Regions from separate parts of the Sus scrofa genome. Here all the other regions are linked to region 1. The links are chromatin contacts, called in public HiChIP or PLAC-seq maps. All regions are on one chromosome and are shown on one strand. The core of a region is the stretch at or near the end of the contact, and the rest is flanking DNA. Distances in the headings are between cores, read along the strand shown.

Evidence for each region. HiChIP or PLAC-seq counts read pairs in DNA pulled down with a chosen protein or histone mark.
Region 2: a contact with region 1 is called in an H3K27ac HiChIP or PLAC-seq map of skeletal muscle, with 4 times the contacts expected there. The contact joins the promoter of PPP3CC here to the promoter of PEBP4 in region 1. A contact is called at or near these places in 2 of 47 Hi-C or Micro-C datasets (liver and skeletal muscle) and 1 of 2 datasets of contacts at active chromatin or transcription factors (skeletal muscle).
Region 3: a contact with region 1 is called in an H3K27ac HiChIP or PLAC-seq map of skeletal muscle, with 3 times the contacts expected there. The contact joins the enhancer-like site here to the promoter of PEBP4 in region 1. A contact is called at or near these places in 7 of 47 Hi-C or Micro-C datasets (alveolar macrophages, embryonic fibroblasts, mesenteric adipose tissue and 4 more) and 1 of 2 datasets of contacts at active chromatin or transcription factors (skeletal muscle).

The regions. Positions count from the first base shown.
Region 1 is chr14:7,171,270-7,173,969 of Sscrofa11.1, reverse strand. It overlaps PEBP4 (phosphatidylethanolamine binding protein 4), which reads left to right and starts at 1,329. Exons shown (of 6, transcript NM_001162888.1): 1 at 1,329-1,465. The coding sequence starts at 1,335. It also overlaps the pseudogene LOC110256618.
Region 2 is chr14:6,710,363-6,713,062 of Sscrofa11.1, reverse strand. PPP3CC (serine/threonine-protein phosphatase 2B catalytic subunit gamma isoform) reads right to left here and starts at 1,274. Exons shown (of 14, transcript XM_005657236.3): 1 at 917-1,274. The coding sequence starts at 965.
Region 3 is chr14:6,676,723-6,679,422 of Sscrofa11.1, reverse strand. It overlaps SLC39A14 (zinc transporter ZIP14), which reads right to left. Exons shown (of 9, transcript XM_005657235.3): 5 at 209-331. Among named protein-coding and RNA genes, the nearest start is that of PPP3CC, 34 kb to the left of the region's middle. Within about 2 kb of position 1,287, at least 8 of the 83 cell types and tissues checked have an H3K27ac peak or open chromatin away from gene starts, as enhancers often do. A contact at or near this core is called in alveolar macrophages and skeletal muscle, where this site is marked.

The DNA of each region.
Region 1 (2,700 bases), core at 80-2,579:
ATGATGGGGGTGGGGAGCCTTTGTCATACTTCAGGGAGTATGATTATTGAGAAATGTGTTTGGTCTGTTGCCCCAAAGAAGGGCTTTTGCTGCAAGTTGGGGTCCTGGAAGCAGGAATTCAACTGAAAAGCAAGCTCTGCTGAAATGTTTCTCTGAAGATCTAGCTGCATGTACTCTAGACCTACCCTCATCTTCCTTCGCCCGCACAAGGGCGACAGGATCATTTTATTTGTTTTTACAAGACGTGGTGCATCCTGAAGAGGTGTGAGACAACACCCCCCCCCTCCCCCAGCCAAGTAGTGGAGCTCAATGCAGAAACTGGTGTCTGAGGTCCCCTCCCCCTTCCCCTGTGGTGGAGGAACTGCCTTTGATCTTCCCCCTGCCTCTCTGGTTCCAATCAGAGTCCCACACCCTCCTGCCTGCAGGCCTGTTCCCTGAGGGAACGAAGGCCACCCAGGGGTCCCAGGCAAGTGTTCAACGCAGCCCTAGGCCCCCCTTCCTCCTAGTGCAGTGAGTTGTGCAAGCTTCCCCCTTCCTGAGCAGCTCTGCTGGCCTTCTTCTCCAGGGACTATTATTTTGGGAGAGTGCTGAGTTCAGCACCAGTGCAAGGTACAGCCGGGCACACCCTTCTGTCCTCAGCTGGCCCTTCAGAGCTGGCCTCAGGGCCTGGTGGCCCTCCCCTCCTCCTCCCCTGTGCAGCAGCCCCTCCTCCGCAGGGTCACCGTGTCCAACCGTGACCACCATCCGACAGCCCCGAGGCTCTCAAGACAGGTGGCAGAGGAGCTGTGGGTGGGAGAAGCAGAGCTGGTGCAAAGGGCGCACCCCAGCCTCATGCCTGCTCCTAGAAAACCCTGCAAGGTGGGGCCGTCATGAGCACCCCCAGAACCCGAAGCCTGGGGTCACCAGCCTCCCAGAGTTTGCTTTAAAGTCAAAGGAGGAGGCTCAACTGATTGCACAGGGGTAACTCGGGAGGGGCAGGGTGAGGGGGGGCTGTGTAAGAGGCTTATATAAGCCCTCCTGTGCTGCAGCCTGCTCTGCGCCCAGGCGGGCGGCAGGCAGAGTGACAGCACAGCTCTGCTCCGTGGAGGAGGGGCCTCAGCCAGGACTGAAAATTGAGTCCAGCTGGGAAGAGGCCCAGGTCCGCCCAAGGTTCTTGTGTCCGGGTACGGATTAGCTGCTGGAGCCCAGCCTGGCCGGAACTTCTCCCTTGCACTTCTCCCTACTGAGCAGAGGGTTCTGATCAGGTGGGCCCCTGGGGCAGGGGCTCTGGGGTGGGCAGAGCACCCCCTGCGGCGGGCCTGGTGGCACTGAAGTTCCTTCCGTTCCAGGTGCCCATGGGCTGGACCATGAGGCTGGCTACGGCAGCCCTGTTCCTGGGCCTCACGATGGCGGTCCCCGGAGATGAAGAGGACAGTGACCCATGTGTGTACGAGGCCTTGTCTGACAGCGACGCTGTGCTCTGCAAGTAAGACTGGGTGGCCCCCCACTCCCAAGAGCCGCGCTAGAGGCTCGAAGAGGGGGTGCTTCCAGAACCAAGGGGGCACTGCCTCCCAAGGCAGCCTCTGTGGAAGGCAGAACATAAGGCAGCTCTGGGGCCATTCTGACGGAACATGACAGCAAGGAAAGGACTCAGACCCTTTCAGGCCCCTGCTGTCCAAGGGCGGTTCTCGGGGCTAGGAGGGTATGCAGATCTGGTCCGCTCCCCCGGGCCTCCAAACCCGAGGGGCCCTGTGGGGCTGTGGCCTCACCCTCTGTGTTGGCACCCGAAAGAGACCATCATTTCCTCCAGCATGGAACGCCTCCTGTCCCCCAGCAAGGTGGCATTTTAAAGGAAAGTGGCATTTATTTGACCGAGGGTGTGTGATTGGACCCTCCCTATGTTTCCTGTTCCCTAACAAGGCTCTAGGGGCGTCGGGACAGGTGGGCCTGTTAGGGAGCGTGGCCAATGGACATTGTTCAGGGAAGTCTGGGTCTCGAGGCCTGGCTTTGTCTCTTCCAAGGGCGCAAGCTTCTCTCCCTTTTCATCAGTTCGGCTCTCTCCTGCCTGCGGGTCAGAAAAGCCAGTCTTCATCGTCCTGGACACATGGTCATCCTCAGGGCTGCCCCAGCCATGCTGCTGGCAACCTCCTCTACCAGCTTGGTGACCGAGTATGCTGGCATCCCTCTGAGGCCATCAGAAGTGAGGCTGGGAGCAAGGACTCTCACTTCCTACTCTGTCTCTCTGAGTGCATTTGAATTCTTACAAACACTACTTTTAGAAAGAGAAATATGTTTTCCCTTAAAATTTTAGGCGGGAGTTCCCGTTGTGGCTTGGTGGTTAACCAACCCGACTAGGAACCATGAAATTTCAGGTTTGATCCCTGGCCTCGCTCAGTGGGTTAAGGATCTGGCATTGCTTGAGCTGTGGTGTAGGTTGCAGACACAGGTTGGATCCCATGTTGCTGTTGCTGTGATGTCGGCCAGCTGTTACAGCTCCGATTGGACCCCTAGCCTGGGAACCTCCATAGCTGCGGGTGTGGCCCTAAAAAGACAAAAGAAAAAAGAAAAAAAAAAGTTAGGCAGTTGGATCCAAAAAGAAAAAAAACACAAATTTTGCTCCTATCGATTACATTTTTTGGCCACGCCTATGACATGTGGAAGTCCCCAGGCCAGGGATAGAACCCATGCCACAGCAGTGACCTGGGCTGCTACAGTGACAAC
Region 2 (2,700 bases), core at 25-2,524, 460 kb after region 1:
TCCCATCTTATAAAAGAGTGCTTTCAAACCAGAGTGTTGAAACTCAGAGAAAAGAGTTGTACTTAATAAGTCTTATGGCTGAACAAAAGAAGCACATAAATTAGTGGTTATGTTTAAACCACTATTCTTAGTTTAAGGGCAGAGACAGCTACCATGTAAAACCCTGCAAGTATTAGTAAGAAACACTTTAGTTTTAGTTGGACATCTGAATTAGAGAAGCTCATTCTCCAAGCCTCCATGGCCAAAAGGAAAATAAAACACCAAAAATCATGTCAAGAGAACTGTAGATAGCTTTCAAATATCATAAAATGGATTTATTTGTATTTATGTCACGATACGGTTTATTTTAATAACAGCAGTGGCCTGTGAAGATCTGGAGAAAGTGGGCTAAAAAAGGTGTATGTCATCCATCCTTTAAAAAAGGGTGGGGAAGAGGCAAGAAAGACCTGACTGTACAGAAGGGAAGTGGTGGAAAGGTCTGATTTGGAAGTCTACTACACTCCCTGCCCACATCGCCCTAGATGGCTTCCCCAGGTAAGAGACCAGAAAAGAGGAATCGTTTCTTTAAAAAAAAAAAAAAAAAAAAAAGGATCCAGGCCCATTGAGGGTGGTAGGAGAAGAAATTCCCCACCCAGCCTGGAAATCTGACACTACAGGAGATAAACCAGCAATCTCCAGCTAGCTACTAGTCCAGGTGCAACAGAAAACGCCCGGCGCCCCCGCGGGGTAGCCCGGGTGGGGATCCCCACCTCGCGTCTCCCACACCCCCTCCGGATCCTCCTCTGGGATGGGCGCTGCCCGGGACCCCGCCGCCCTCCTGCCTCCTGTCCTCGGCTCCCTCCCTCTGGCCCCGAGCCTTCGCCTGGCCCTGGGCCGTTTCCCGCGGGTTGACTGGAAGGCCCGGCCCGCTCGGCACCTTTGATGACGCGCTCGGTGGTGGAAAGGTGGAGGTTCCTCCCGGACATGGTCCCCTCGGCCTCCTCCCGGTACAGGAGACCGCCAGACGTGCGCCTCCGGTCTCGGCTCCCTGGGGCCGGTCAGCCCGCCGTGGCCTGGCACCGCTCCTCAGGGCGGCCCAGGCACCAGAAGGAGGCAGCTCCGGCAGCCCGCCCTCGAGCCCAGCGGACAGGATGCCGGCCCTCTGGCCGCTCGCTCCAGAGGCACAGCGTCCGGGGCGCTGGCGACCGCTGCTGAAGAAGGAAACCCCGGCCGCCGCGGCAGCGAGCGGCCCGGCCCCGCGTGCGCGCGCTCGCGCGCTCCCGCCCGGCGTCCTCCAGACTTCCCGGCGGCCCGCGCGCCGCCGTCACCGCCGCGGTGCGGAGGGGGCGCGCGGCCCCATTGTACTGGCCGGCGCTGCCGCCTGACCTCCCACCCCCGGAGAGTCCACGACCCCGGCTTTACTCTGCGTCGGGAGGACTTCAGTGTGCGAGGCCGCCCTGCGCTCACGCGCTCTTCCTTCCTGTCCTCCAGCTTCCGACAGTCGGTTTTCCTTTCTCCTCTAGCCTGCCCTCCCTGCCCCTGCGTCCTCGGCTGCCTGCGCCGCCTGGGCCTGGAGCACCTACCACCAGCCCCTCTGTCCCGCACCGAAGGTCCCAGCGGAGCAGCGGCCATTTTGTGACTCGGCCCGAACGAGCCAGCAGCGGCTCGATGGACCTGTGCACCAGCAGCGGCTCGATGGACCTGTGCACCTCCTTGTTCCCCCTGGGGCCACCTTACAGAGAGCCCTTGACCTCCCTGACCTTCCCCACCGGAGGTCTCCTTCCCTGTCCTCTGGGTATCCACACCACCCCTCGCACACACACGTACATACTCTCTCTCTAGGAATCTTTATCCATTTGACCACGCTCCAGCCCTCATTCACCAAACCCATTTAAACCCCTGATTTAAGTTGTCACACTTGTCAAGAGCAGTTGGTATAGTAAGAAGGCCATTCGCGCCCATCCTAGTTCCAATTCAGTAATAAGGGGCAGAGAAGAGACGCTTTCCTAGTGGGTGGATAAGACCCTCCTTTGGGCCCCGTCTACTTTCCACTCGTAAGAAAGGGAGAGGACTGGAGTTCCGCTTGTGGCGCTGCAGAAACCAATCCGACTGGTATCCATGAGGATGCGGGTTTGATCCCTGGCCTTGCTTAGTGGGTTAAAGATCTGGCATTGCTAAAAGCGGCTGCTTAGGTCACAGATTCAGTTTGGATCCCAGGTTGCTGTGGCTGTGGCATAGGCAGCTACAGCTCTGGTTTGACCCCTAGCCTGGGAACTTACACAGGTGTAGCCCTAAAAAAGCAAAAAAAAAAAAAAAAAAAAAAATCCTGTGTGGCGCAGCTGGGTAAGGATCCAGCGTTGCCACAGCTGTGGCACAGGTTGCAATTGTGGTGCAGGTTGGATCCCTGTTCTGAGAACTTCCACATGCCTTAGGTGCAGCCAAAAAAAGAAAAAGTAATCAGAGCTCCATACTTTTATTAAACAGAGGAAATTTCTTTCTTTTTTTTTTTTTTTTTTTTTTTTTTTTTGCTTTTTAGGGCCACAGTCACAGCATATGGAAGTTCCTAGGCTAGGGGTCAAATGGGAGCTGCAGCTGCCAGGCCTACAGGACAGCCACAGCAACATCATCAGGTCTGAGCCAGCAACTCATGGCAACGCAGGATTCTTATCGCATTGAGTGAGGCCAGGGATCCAACCTGCAACCACATGGTTCCTAGTCGGA
Region 3 (2,700 bases), core at 38-2,537, 490 kb after region 1:
ACAAAAGCGGTATACTGCCTCGTAAAAGGCACAAAGGCCAGATCTAGTTTCTGGTTCGCCCTCAGCCCCTGCTAATCCCCTCCTGAGGTGAAGTGGAGTATCTCCTCAGGAAATAACCTGGGGGTGTGAATCCAGGCAGGCTCACTGGAGTGGTATTGAGGTAACACCACCACCAAGATACATCGACGTGTCTGATGTGGATGCTCACCTCATTTTTCTGCTTAAGAAGCATCTTCAAGATCTTCTCTGTGAAAAAGAAAAGATAAAAGCCCCCGAACACCACTGCAGACTTGGAGACATAATCACGTTCCGTTGGGTTGAAACCAAAAGCCTGTGGACCCGGGAAAACAAAATGAATTTAAGAATATAGAAAACCTTCACTGGTCCCTTCTCATCTCTTTAACCACTTCCTTGGATCTAGGAGAGGAAGAGGTTGGGACCACTCTGCCCAATCGCTTTCCAGCATAATCTAACTCCTGATGGTTCCCTAATGTCACATCACCAGTCCTGCTTGGTTCTCTCTAGCTCACTTTCTGATGCAGATAGACAGCTGTCTTTGGAATTTTACTCTCAGGAAGAACAGTCCCGGATTTGGTTTTCTACTTTTAACAAGGACTCTGTCTTCATTTTTCCTGGTGCTTTGTTTTGCTACAAGGGCAGACTTGGCCGGCAGATCCCATCTTTAAGGAGAAGACACGTGTGCTTATTTCCATCGTTATCTAGTATCCCTGGCTGATCTGCCTGTAAACACAGAGGGAGATGGTGTAATTACACCATCTAAAATGGGAAATCCTTTCCCCAGTTAAACAGTACAATTGCAGCATCTTCCTGACCGCAGACCTCCCAGTGACCACAAAGCCGAGAAAGCAGACAGTGTTCCTGCATGTGTCAATTTGGGGGGTTTTGTTTTGAGCTCTGGGAACTTCACTTATTAGGGAGGGAAAAAAAAAAAAAAGAAATTGGAAAGCAACAGGAGTGGAAATCAGGAGAACTCCATTCTCAGTTATGCTCCTGACTCATGGGGGAGGGGGTGCCTTGAGAGAGTGTCTGGTGATCTGCTCCTCAGCTTCCTGACAGGAAATGGGCCTCTTGAATGACCACCGGTGCTCTCATGAACGGGTCACAGATAAAAGTGACCACCAGTGCCAGGAACTCTAGGCTGCTCTGTGTTTTTCTTTTCTATTTTAAAAGGACAAAACACAATCTCGACCCTGAGTATAGTTTTCTAAGACATTAAAGGTCAAGTTCTAGAATAGAAATGACACATTCAGGCTGGCTTTCCCTGCAAGTCAAATCATGCTAGGGAAAAGTGGAGCAGGAAGAGGCAACCATCAGTTCTCCACGCAAAGCCCTGGGATATGAGCTCCTGTGCAGGTTGGATTCTGCATCCATTAAATGGGTAAAACATTCCTTTTTTCTAGACATCACAGAGTTGATCTAAGGATCAACTCAAAACCCAAAACCATATCTTGGAAAACAAACTGCTCTAAGGAGTGCTGGGCGCCATCTTTCTGCTTCACCTCCCACTAGTCTGGGCCCACCCACAGGTAGTCAGGCCACCCACAGCGAGGGTCGGAAACTCCTCCAAAGCCCTGCCAAACCTTGTGAGCACTGCTCCGCCCCCACCCTTAGGGAGGGCTTCCTGGTGAGCCCAGGAGACAGGGCAAAGGTGCTGTCAATGTGTGAGGCTGGCCTGAGAAGAAGGGATCTTTTTAATTGAGACCTATGGGCTCTGCTGATGTGGCGTTTTTTGGTGTGCCAAAAGCCCAGAACTGGGAGCCAAACCACGATCTAACTACACGACCTCTCTTCACCCAACAGTAAGCGTTTACTAGGTACCCATCTTGTTACCAACATTGACCCACGGAACCCTCAGGACATCATCTGTCCCATTTTGCGTGTGAGGGCTGGACCTCAAGCAGAGAGAATTTAGGCGACTTGCCCAAGGTCAGAGAACTTATGGCTGGTGGAGCTGGGAGGTGAACCTGCTCTCAAACCCACTCTCTGCTGCCTCTCCCAGCTCGTGCCTATGCCTTAGCCTCGCTTTCCAGGAAGGGAGGACCTCCCCCCAGGAGACGGCGTGCTCCTGTGTGAGGGCCCTGGCTCGCCATACCTCAGGGATGAGCTGGAAGAGGGCGTTGGAGTAGAGGGTTCCAATCGCCAGAGCTATGAAGTAGAGCAGCAGCCTCTTGTAAAAAGTCTTCTTCATGAAGGGCACCACGCTGGCCCCCATGAGGGAGCAGAGGGAGATGACGGTCACGCAGAGGAGACCGTACCCCCACACTGCCGTTGGGGGAGAGCCAGCCCCACCCGGGACAGGGGGAAGGGCCAATGCCCCGCGGGACAGCAGCCACCATTTAGGGAGAGGATGGGGGGGGGTGGGAAAAACGGGGAAGGTTTGGGTGGATATTAACAAAGGAGACAAAAAGGAAAAATCAGAGACAAGCAGGGAGGGAGAGAGAAACAGAACATTTGTTAGTGATTCAAGTCTGATGCAATTTCCATCAATCGGTTCAGGAGAAATGGGGAGGAACTCGAGGTGGGCGTGGAACCCTGTGTCTCCTGCCCCTGCTGCCTGGTGTGGAGTCCTCATTGCCAGCTGCTGTGACCAGCAGGGCGGTTGCTGTGGGGTGCCCGGCCAGAGGCTAGCGGACAGACTTTGGACTCGCAGGCTCTCTGGAGGAAACGAGAGTGAGGCAA